Regions from separate parts of the Zea mays genome. Here region 1 is linked to region 2. The links are chromatin contacts, called in public Hi-C maps. All regions are on one chromosome and are shown on one strand. Each heading gives the region's core, a stretch centred on a gene start, on an enhancer-like site or on the middle of the called end of the contact. The rest is flanking DNA. Distances are from core to core; before and after follow the strand shown.

Region 1 (5,677 bases), core at 319-2,818, 240 kb after region 2:
AATTAATATGTTTTAGTCCCTTTTAGTCATCCCTTGAGAGACTAGAGACTAAATCAGTTTACTTCTTATTTTAGTTTCACTCTTTGGCTAACTAGGGACTAAATGAGACTAAAATGGATGGACTAATCTTTAGTCACTCAAACCAAACGGGACCTTAAACTGATTTGTGCACCAACTCAAACGGAAGGTCCACGCTGATTTGTCTGTGACCTCGTAAAGACTATCTCCAACAACGTTCTCTATTTCTATCCTCTATATATGTTCTTTACAGTCTGCTCTAAAAAATTCCATTCTCTATATCTTCTTCCTCTCCAACAACGTCCTCTAAATTACGTTCTCTATACGCAATACTTATTTTAGAGATATTTTTAATTTTTAATTTTTGTACATACCTATTTTTCATACTCTCAAATGTATTGTACATATTTTAGTTTTGCTAAACCGGTTGTTTAAAGTATTCGAATGGATAGAGCAGATGAGAGAGAAACACTATATATAGTGTCGATTTAACGTGGGCTTGGACCAAATTAATATTCAATAATAGTCAATGCTAATGATCCACTTTAATGCTATGGTGTACTAATAATTTAGCACCATGTTGAAAGTTCAAGGGACAAATAATTCAACTTAAATAGGTGGACCATTGCGCATCTATTGAAAATTGAGAAAAATGAAGCAGTGCCACACGCGCGCGCCCTCCGCCGCCGGCCGGGCGTGGCTTGTGGTAGATCGAACCTTGGTCCGAATATTTCTTTCAAACGGATGCGCATTTACCTGGAGTGATGACCGTCATGATGACCTTCCTCAGTTTCTAGTTCTAATGGCGCGACTGTTACTGTCTGTTGTCCTTCTCCTCTCCTTCTAGTTGCGTATAAGAATTAATCGAGGGTGAGGACGCTCTTCCGGACACACGCGCGATCTCTTACACGTATTGTAAACAGCACGTTCCCGTCCCACCTTCTGCGAGCACAGAGAGAGTGGGAGAGCAGGCCTCCGAAATCGCCGCCCGTGGAGGTACACTTGCACGGGTGTGCGTGCGATCAGGTTTTTTTGGAAGCGTACTCGTGACTGCTTGCTTCATCCGTTCGACCAGAAGCGCTTCGTCTACTTCTGTTGTTCGTCTTCCAGCGACCGTTCGAGGGACTGCATGGCGTATATATTCCTGCATCGACTGTGTACGACTCCATCGAACATACACACGAGATGTCTCGTGTGAATGGAGCCACTGATACCTTGAGCATCGGTCCCTCCGTAGGGGTGCTTTCTGTTGTACTTGTCCATGTTTTATTTATATTTATTACTTATGCGAGTAGTGATACATTCATATACGCACCTATATAACACTGCTCTTCTGAATTTAAATTAAAATTAATAATGTCTAGTTTTCTAATACACAGAGGATCCAGTCGTCGCAAAGAGGAGGGGACGGCAATCTTATCTACAATTTAAAGTACAGTACGCCAGTCTAAATCCAGTCCGCTTGAGGTCGGAACACCTACGCCGCGCGTATCCCGTGACGGGTGAGCCCCACACGGTGCCCAACCCAACGCCGCGCCCACACCATTCACGCGCGCACGCGGTACGAGACACCGCTCGCTGGGTCCCGCGGGCCATGTGGATTTCCAAGCGAGCGCGAACGTCCTGCGTGACGCGCCGCGGGAGCCGGACGCTGACCCTTAAACCGTCCCGATCCGCGCGAGATACTAGTACTAGGATAATAGGAGACCGCATCGCCCGTTTGCAGATGCCGTGGCCGCCGGACCCCCACCGCGTCATTTGGAAGAAAATGCCGTGGGCACGACCAGCTGGCGCCGCCTTGGAGACATGGAATCCCGCACGTGGAGTTCAAACCCCCGCAACTACCCATGCCGATCCAACTTAAGGCTGAATTTAATTCAAGCGATTTTAACTAGTATTAGACTATCTCTAGTATATCCCCAATATCATACATTATTTTAAAAAAATTCTCTACAAACAGTGGTATTATCTATAGTTTCGTGTCCCCGATTTTCCACACTATATTGGAGACATTCTTAGTCTATTCTCGGTTATAATTTCCAATACCGCCACATCAACTTTCAACAACCGCAGAGTTCCGTCCCCATAAAACCCTATCACCTCCCATAAAACTCTCAATGGGAGTTGCGTGGATCATCAATGAGAGTGCAATTCTCAACGGGAGTTTCATACTCATTAAATATGGTGACACATCACCATGCTTGGTGACATGACAGTGCAATTATAAGGAGAGATATAGAGAGAGTTTCACTAAGTATACAAACTACCTAAAATATCCCTATTTAGTCCTTAAACTTGGGGACCTCTCGCACACTTCCAAATTTCCAATAGCCTATTTTGCGCGTCAATCACACTGTAAAATCATTTGTCCGGCATCAAATTTGCACTATGTACAAGAAATGCACTTTGAATTGTATGAGTTGCGAAAAAGATGGATTCATCATCCTCATCTGACAAGTCTGAAGATGACCCATCCAAAAATTTAGAGAAAAATGACCAACCACGATTCACAACAGAATGAAAAATATCAATAAAGAGAAGAACGATTATTATTAAACGTTATCATACAAATAAAACCTAATTTGAAGTTACAGGTAATAACTAGAAAAATCGAGTTATCCTAATTTAAAAATATTTAATAACCTAGGAACTGGGAACTGTTGGAGACTATGGTTGATTTTGTTTCCAATATGTGTTTAGCGACATGCTAAATCTGAGTTTAGAAAGTCTTTTTTTACGAACTAGTGGAGATGCTCTTAGTCGCACTAGAGCAAGTATAATGATGTAATCAGACTCTAAGGCATCTCATGTCAAATTTATGGTGACATGGAATGAAGATAAAATGGAGAGAGAAAGTGTGTTGTTCACTAATAGCCAGCTGAAAGTGAGACTCCAATATAGCTTGCTATGAGTTATATTATTAACCTTGCTCAGCTATTGATCACATTATGGACTCCGCTATCGACCATCATTAGCTCTTATCTACTGTAGCGCTCTAATATATAGCATTTACCATCAGGCTGCAACAACTTCGATGCTCCATCAGTTTTTCTTTTTAGATTGGGAAAATATAATTCGATCATGTAATTAAGTAAAAATTACATAATCAAACAAAGTAAATAAAATAAAAATGACATAGTTCATAAAAAATGATAAATACTAGTCCCCTCGTTGTCGTCATTCTCCACCTCTTCTTTCCCATCTAGTTTTAATTGCTTGATCAATTTTTTTACAGTCAACCTGTGGGTCTTATTTTATGACATCGTCTATAACGGCGGTGGACTAATCCAGCAACTTGGTGAAATGCTCATACAATTTTGATCAGACTTGACATCTCATTGGCTTTGTAGAGCTTGTTCATCATGCTATTCTCCATAACAAGGGACTCGCTCGTACTTGTTGCTAGCCTCTTCCCTTTGCATTGAGCTCTTGCCCTATCACAATCAATAGGGCATGTTGGTCCGATGTTTTCCAACAATGCAAAGCTATAATCACCTTCCATGTTGAGACATGATCGTTTGATCATATAGCTGCTGTCGTCCACCCTGTCACACACACCACTTAGGCTAATGGCGAAGAGCACATCATGTGTGCTCCAGCTTGAAGTCTGTTTCATCAGACCTGTTGTGGAAGCTCTCGTTTCTCACTTTCAATAGCATAACATCATCTAATCTGCTCGGTTAGAACGTATACAATCGGTTCTATATGTTGTTGAAGAGGCTGATCTTGCGATTTCTCGTGGACCACCAATTCTTCAGCTGCTTAGGGGTACGATGGGGAGGAGGTTCGACTATGAAGTTGTACTTAGACACTATTTGGCCCCAAATGGTCGAGCCCTTTCTGCAGTTGCCCTCAATAGGATCAACAAAGTACAATAGCCACACATGGACATATAAATTTATAAACTCAAAATTTGTTCTCAATTTAAAAAGTGGGTACAACTTATAAAAATATATATATATATATATTTACTAATCTTCTGTCCTCCGTCTTAGTCTAGTCCCGTTGCCGTTAGAAATATGACACACTAGAGTACTTAGATTGGTTGGAGGCTGCATCGCTATGACCGGGCCCAAGGAGGTCACAAACTTGTGTAGGAGTGCTAGATTGGCTCAGCTGAGACTGAAGAAGGACAACTCCCGTCTGAAAAATGAAGAACAAGTGAATGAGAAAGAAATGGACCTGGAGTAGTCTAACCAAGATGAAGTGGTCACAGCCGGTGAGCTAGCTATACAGGAGCAAGAAACATGCATGGAACCATGCATGATTGATGTTGATGCCCTTATCTTGTACTTTCCATCGTCGTATTATTACCGGTTTACCATTATCCTAATACGTAGTTGTTGCCTTGATAGGATAAGGGCATTTACAGTGGTGTTTAATGTGGGGGCTCTTAAGGTGTTTTAGGGGGTTATTTGCAAAAAAATCTTAGAGCCATCTCTCCGTGAAGAGACGCCTCTGGCTCGTAAACCAAGTAACAACAGACGCATCACTTGCCACTGTACAAATTTGTCGTCTGTTCTATCGATCTGATGCTATACAAATACATTTAATTCTGTATTTATTAATAGACTACGTTTATAGACACTCCATTGTACAATATAGTCTCTTAGTTGTCTCCTGTGCTTGGAAAACCGTTTTGGTGTCTCTCCACTGTACATGCCCTAAGAACTCTAGCCTTTAGCATTTAGATATTGGCCTATGTGAGCCTTATGACCTTTGACCGTGACTTGTGGCGGCTTATACGATCGAGGCATGCAGTTGGGAACTAGTTTTATTAATTTGTCACACTCATGTTGACGTGTGGCGGCTATTTGTGTTTCAAGTTTCAACCTTTGAACTGAACTGTAATGATGTTGTCGTATAACGGTGAGACGGTGGTTCAGTTTTCCAAATACAAGAGACAGTTACGAAACTGTAAGATATGAGACTTTAGACCATAAATACAACTAAGAGACAATATGTATAGAAAATTGTGTAGGACCGTATCTTGTATTTTTTTCAATTAGCCTATACGGACCTCTCGAGAGAATCTATATTAAATAGAGTTGCGCGTGTCCTAATGATTATGTTTGTGTCAAGTATACGTCTCTTAATTATCACTACCGGACACAGCTGGTTTGGCAAAGCCAAAAAAAACCGCCTGATTGAAGCTCTGATTGAAGCTAGGTAGTTGTATTTTTTAAAATACTTCCACGTACGCATGGACCATGCATGCACGTCAGTACATGTACATCACATAGAAAAACTAGTCTGTTGTGTCGCGTTGTGGCTGGGTGAGGCAAGCGCGCGCTGACTCGATCTCGTATGCATGCATCTTCTCGTTCGTCATACATACACATGCTGATCCATATGTACGTACTACGCATTAATTCAAATAGCTAGCTGAGTCATCAGTCTTGGTCGGGAGGACGCCCTAAGCAGCCAGCCAGCCAGCCAGGAACGTGGTCACGTTCCGTGTACGGGGAAGAATACATGACGGGAGGATGATGGTACGTAAGGACTGGAAGCAGGTGCGCGGAAGAAGAAAGAGAAACACGCCGCCGCCACCGACGACGTACGGGTCGCTGCTGTCTTGCTGGTGCTGCGCGGACTTGGTTAATAGCCAGCTGCTTGCTGCTCGGTTCGGTCCAACTCCATCATGAACACGTTCATATAA
Region 2 (6,424 bases), core at 3,557-6,056:
TTAGGAGAATGTTTTTATGCTACATCTTGAACAGTTGAACTATTCCATGAAATAACAATACCTAGTGTCCTAATTTTGAAAATGTAGTCATTTCTCACCGTGTCAGTGTCACTCAGGCAGCAGCAGCCATGGCATGTGGTCGCCTGGTCGAGGTCAGGCTTAGGCCGCGATGTCGAGGGTCTTCGGCCGCGCGCGGCTGTGCGGGCCTGCTTCGTGCCTGTCGTGTGCCGACTGTCGACGTGCGGCCGTTCCGGTGGAGTGGTGAACACCGCCAGTGCCGTGTGCCGACTTCCAACGTGGAGCCCTGGTCCCTAGACCCTAGAGGCCTAGACGCTAGAGCCTGGAGCGGTGGACGCTGCCGGTGGCGGTGGCCGCTTGACCGGTGGAATGGAGCCGAGCGCTGAGCCGCCGACTAGGGTTTGGCGCGGCGGTTTGCGTTGGCCTGACTTGAGCGGTACAGGATTGATGGATTTGGACATTTGGTGGACTGGACACGGCGCTAAGTTGACAGCGAATGGGCCAAAGAAGTGAAAGGTCGAATCAGTGGGCTGGAGCATGGAATGTGGCGACTCGGGTAGCTCACGAGCTGGCTCGAGCTCAGCTCGAGCTGGCTCGTTAAGAAACCGAGCTGGGACGCTGGCTCAGCTCATGTAAAAATTCAAATCATCCGATCCGAGCCGAGCGAGCCAAAGAGCCACGAGTATTTCATCTAGCCCTACCCCCGCACCTCAGGAGGACCGACCGCTACCTTGAGAAAAGAAGAGGGAGATTGAATAGGGGGAGAAGGCCTCGCGGAATGGGGAAGAAACTCTCATACCGCCACCTTGGGAGGTCGCCTTTCAAAGAGCCGTCCTGATCCATGATAGAGAGGGATCAGGCTGGAGACAAGCTTGCAAAAGTAACCCACAAAGCGCACGACCACATCGTCCACCCGTGGAAATGAATTGGCCCGGAAAACGTGCATATTTAAAGTAGGATAAATATTGTATAAGGGCAGGACTATGGGCGCGGACTACAAATCAACGGGCAGAGTGCCTAGGTCCCCACGAACATAATCTCAAGTGAGTCAGAAAAGACAACATGAGAAAAATAAAAACTAATTTTATTCAGCAGCGACATCACAACTCAGTGAGCACTGCACACGACGCCATCTACAAACAACCGGTTCATGACACGGCTGGCCGCCTTATCATAGCCCTCCAGGAGGTCCATCAGTCCCCTCATCTGACAAGGACGAGGGGGGCGATGATGTCCCGAAGAGTGCGGCCCCACCGAAGCTCCCTCGACGAGTAGTGCCACAGCAGCCCCTCGATGTACGTCAAAGTCAACAATATCCCGAACGCAGCACATGACACTGTCTAGGCACTCCATCAAGGACGAATCACAGGCCTTGACGTACTCTGCAACCTAACCCACCTGATGGCGCAACTTCTCTAGCTCAGCTTCCAGAGCAAAAGGAAAGGAAGACATGAAAGGGGTCAAAACGCAAGGGGGATAGAAAGGTTATAATGTAGGAACCTATCAGCCATGCGACAATCGGATTCAGCGAGCTGAGCTCGAATCACTCTAGCCTCAGTCTCACTGGCCTCTTGCACCGAGCGAAAAGGTGTCATGACTCTCCTGGGATTCCCAAGGGAGGGGAAGAGGAGCCAGCGGGCCTGGCCACAACGACTCCATGGAGGGTGATGCCTCTCGGACGATGGAAGCAAGGGCACCCTACAACAAGGAAGGCATGCGCCCGAATCACCGAGAGAGAGATAGTAAAGGGTGATACTCGGACGAGGAAGAGTCTCACCCTAATCCAACGTAGCACGACTCCCTCCCGACTCGTGATCCGCCAATCAACTCGCCATCAAAACCCATTCGAGGTGCGAAATGGAAAGCAAGCAATTATGGGATGTTTACAAGTGGGCGCTCACCCTCACTTATAACGAGAAACATAACGACCGCCTCAGAGGAATCCTAAATTAGGACATACCGTCTCCTGAGGGTGTGAACACTGAGAAGGTTGGGGTGAGCGACGCCCTACCTGGGAAAAGCCCCAAGGGGAGACACTCTCCCCTCGGGGGTTCGAGGGCTACTGTTGGAGAAATGATCCATGGGCCTCCCAGGGCCCACTAGTGAGTAGGAAGGCGTGAGAAAGGTCCACTCCAGATGGACCCGCCTCTGGATAAACCCGAGGCACTGAGCCGAGGGTCGAGCGAGGTGGAGCCGAAAGGGGGGTCGGGTGGATCGAGGGGAAGCCACTCGAGTGGATTTCACACATGATCTGGACTGACCCTTTGTGCCACATTAACTACTCCTGGCGTTGAGCCACAGAGGGTGAGTCGGTCCACTTACCACTCATAACCTATGGACCCCTAGGCATGCGACCCACTCATGATCTATAAAGCCGAAGCCTGAGTGCGCTAGCCACCTCCACGCCCCACAACACGACGAGCGTGCCGAGACCCAGGCTACGACAGCAAGGGGTCGCACGGCATAGAGGCAACAATGATGACTCTGGGACCCTTCACCGCCCACACTACATGTCATAAAAAGTACGACCAGGGAAGCCCAGACGACCAGGGCATGCATGGATAAACACGACCTTACCAGGGTAAGACGTCCTATTTTACCACAGCGCAGTAGCTCCTTCCTTGGGAAGCTACCGATAGCTGACCCCACCTTGGCCTATAAAAGGGAGAGGTCGGCCAGAACACGAGGGAGGCACATATGCAAAGAAGAGATGCACCCGAGACGACAGACACACACACTCGACAAAACCAAAAGACTCGAAGGCTAGAGCCAAGGCGTGAGCTACCATGACATCCAAGGCTTAGCTTAGAACTACTGTCCTTTAGTGTTTAGGTCCACCCACGCACAAGAGACGTGTGAGATCCTCCCTCTCTCGCCCGCTTGTAACCCCTACTACGAGCTTTGAGTAACAAGGTGCCAGTAGCGCAAAACACCGACACTAGGGAACTATCACTCGGAACGATTCCTAGCTGAATTGCGTGACTGATTTATATAAGCTTTGATGAGCTGGAATGATTCTTGGATGAATTGCAGCACAAACGAACAATCCCTAAGGGAAAGTATTATGGTAGTAAACAATCTCGTACAATCGTTACATGGTAGTTCCTCTTAGTCTCTCTTCAGCAATATACCGTAAGTGGACCTAAACTCTAAATTTAGTGTTCATTCCCATACTTTACTCACCCAACAACGACCTCTATTGCATCCTCTAAGATTTGTTGTTCACCTTCTACACGCTAAATGTGGCAACTGTCCTCCGTCCGTACGACAAGCAGTCTATAAATATTTAATAAACATTTCTTTGGCACGTGCCTGTAGATACATATATCTAGTAATATTGTAGATATAGAGAACCAAATTTAGAAGATGTTGCTAGAGATGAAGAAGATATAGAAAAAGAAATCTTTTAGAGTATAATTTAAATAATAGGAATATTAATTTAGAGGATGAAATTTAGCAGACGTTGGTGGAGACCGTCTTGCATTCTACGACGCCCACATCGTGTGTCGTAAGATGTAAAGGCCATTGTTGGTCACTTTCTTTTGATCCCTTTAGGGTACAAAAACAAGGCAACACAGTTAAATTGAGCTTCATCTTCATCCTTTATTTCTTCTTTCTCGGAGAGAAGGTTTATTGAAGGACGAAGAAATGGAAAGTGAATGAGGAAGAAAGTAAAAGATATTAATAATGAACTATGCACAATATAAAAGGTAAACTACACAATCCAACCTCATAAGATGTTATTCTCTCTCCTCTTTTATTATTTAACAAAAGATTACATGTATACCTTCAGCTGCGCGAAGTTACAGAGGAAGATGAGAGAAATACAACTTCGTAGACAGAGCGATCTCCCTCTCTAGCAAAAAAGTGTGAACAATGCATGACACTGTTCCTCTATTTATAGTCGCATGATACAACTTCGGTAAAATTACAATTGTGCCTTCAAGCTTATACATTTGAAATAGCGAATACATAGAGGGTAGTGTTGTCTTTTTCTATAGCTGCCTTGCTGAACATGTGGACTTCTTATGGCCTTGGCTTGCTCACCCATCACGTACACGTGTTATCGAAACGAAGCTTATACCTTAGTCTTTGCATTTGTGTTGGGTTCATCCGAAGGTGTTCTCCGTACCCTTCCTCACTTAGAACATGCTAGAAAGTAACTGTTAGATTAGTGTTTTAAGGGCCTTTGGAAGAGAAAGTTTCCTCACAGCTATGTTGTGTGCATATGGACGAAACCGACGTGTTCTCAAAACTGGTTTGTTCCTTTAGAGCATCTTCAACAATAAACTCTAAAATAGAGTTCTAAAAATTGAAATAGGACCGTATTTAGAGTGTTTAGTGCCACAAAAGAAATTTCTACTCCAACGGTTAGACCTTAAATAATGCTATTTAAAAAATAAATTATGTTATTAGGAAATAAATGGTTGGAGGTTAGGAGAAAACGAGGATATAACTCTAGTATAATCATCGTTTAATGAATATTTATAAAATAGAACTATTGTTGGAGGAGTGTTTTGTGGTTTCGAGCCCTAAAATAGGGCAATATTTAGAAACTATAGTGGAGATGGTCATGTATATACCGTAAAACAATACAAACTCATTCGACTATTTACTCTCATGACTGTTTCTTTCACTGGCAAATAGGAGTAAATTGCAGCAGCCATCTCACGTTGCGATCCGCGCCCCCGATGGGAGACCGCAGACGCCCACGCCAACTCCCTGACCCTGTCCCTGACCCTGACCCTGACCCTGACCGACCGCTGAACACTCACTGCACCATGTGACATGCGTGGACCACGCCTGTCTACCTTTGCCCTTTTTCCTGTGGAGCTGCCATCGGGCCCCACGGTACCACTTCGCCCCCGCGCGCGGGCGAAAGTAAAATCCCACTGGAACTGCAACACCTCGTCCTCCGCGTGCAAGGCTCCAAAGCCGCGGGCCCTCGTCTGGTCACGGACGCGAGCGCTCTGGAGGCACGCGTTGCACGCGACGCGACTGAGCAAATCTAGCAGCCCGGACCCGGACCCCAGATTTGGTTGGCTGAGGCCAACTCCAGCAACGAGGTATATATATGTGGGTATGTATAACACTGTATATACACTGTTTGTAGAGAGAAATCTAAAATAAAAAATGAGATTATGAGTGAAATATGGAATTTGTTGTTCAAGTGGACTGTCATTTTTGTTTGAGGCCAGCTTCCTACCGTACGTGTAGAAAAAAGCGGGAAACTGATGCAAACCGCTAGGTTTTTAGTTTAGCTTCTGGAAAGCCAAAAGCTCAGATAAGAGAAGCAGCCTGGTTTTATAGGTTTTATGTAGCTTCCTGAGTTTAGAAAGCTAAAAACATTATCGAAAAGCTATCTTTTTCTTCTCAGTGTCAAAGGCCTAGCAGCAACTTTTTTAGAAAAGCTAGATCCAAAAGCTGCAACTCAAACACTATTTGCTGCCACGACACAAGAATTCAAAGGCTTCCATCATTCCATGCATGTTGCCCTATTAAGGCCAGGGCGGCGTAGACGCGTAGTAGAGATGTCTACCGGCCCAACGTGCACCACATAGCGTTTTGCATCACGTAGAATGCGCACCACGTACCAATGCAAGAGACCATGCATGTTAACAAAACACAATTGCTCACCTTCTCATATTACAAATTGTCCAAAGGTTCAAGCACATGGTAATAAAAAGGAACAATTCTTAATGTACTACCAGCGCCTTCACAATCCTAGGTTTATTATGAATTAGGCGCCCTTTATTATTCACAAATAAAGCATTCAAGGATAGACCTCGATGATGACCGACACGTCACCAATGACGGGTAGAATTTTGTAGTCTTTGAATCCGGCTTCAGCGAAGATCTTCTTCCACTCTTGCTCGTCACGCTCAACTCCGTTAACGGCCATCATATACAAATCGAACATAACTTGTGTCTCTTGATGCTTTATGTTTGACTGTTTATATCCAACTACCACGTCCAAGATTATTACCTTCCCACCTGCATCCCGTGGAGGTATGGCTTGCTTGCAGTTCTTCAATATCTTGACACACTCATCGTCACCCCAGTCATGTAGAGTTTTCTGTCATAGAGAGATTTCAGTAAATTAATTAATTGAAAGATAATGAAGAAAAGGGTCCTTATTGGTGTTTGGATTCAATGATAATAGCACGCATCACATTTACATCTAAAAGTTTATACAAAAATCTAGACCCCCCTACGTACAAAATATAATCTGAATTCAATTATAGAGTTGTCATTTTATGTTTGGTTAAATTTACTAAAATATATAGCATTGGTATTTTATGATGCTAAATTAGTATCACTAATGTACCATAAAATATATTTTTATACTACACATGTTCCTGTCATAGATATCTTTACTGTAAAATACAATCTCAAGTTGTCCAAG

The links. A called contact is a pair of places that touch in the nucleus more often than the background predicts.
Region 1: a contact with region 2 is called in a Hi-C map of bundle sheath, with 3 times the contacts expected there. The contact joins two enhancer-like sites. A contact is called at or near these places in 2 of 25 Hi-C or Micro-C datasets (bundle sheath and tassel).

The regions. Positions count from the first base shown.
Region 1 is chr1:66,606,928-66,612,604 of Zm-B73-REFERENCE-NAM-5.0, forward strand. No RefSeq gene overlaps it. Among protein-coding and RNA genes, the nearest start is that of LOC103635822, 33 kb to the left of the region's middle. Within about 2 kb of position 1,569, at least 19 of the 20 cell types and tissues checked have an H3K27ac peak or open chromatin away from gene starts, as enhancers often do. A contact at or near this core is called in bundle sheath and tassel, where this site is marked.
Region 2 is chr1:66,366,280-66,372,703 of Zm-B73-REFERENCE-NAM-5.0, forward strand. LOC103635831 (5-pentadecatrienyl resorcinol O-methyltransferase) reads right to left here. Exons shown (of 3, transcript XM_020547138.2): 3 at 5,792-6,094. The coding sequence ends at 5,792. Among protein-coding and RNA genes, the nearest start is that of LOC103635831, 10 kb to the right of the region's middle. Within about 2 kb of position 4,807, at least 17 of the 20 cell types and tissues checked have an H3K27ac peak or open chromatin away from gene starts, as enhancers often do. A contact at or near this core is called in bundle sheath and tassel, where this site is marked.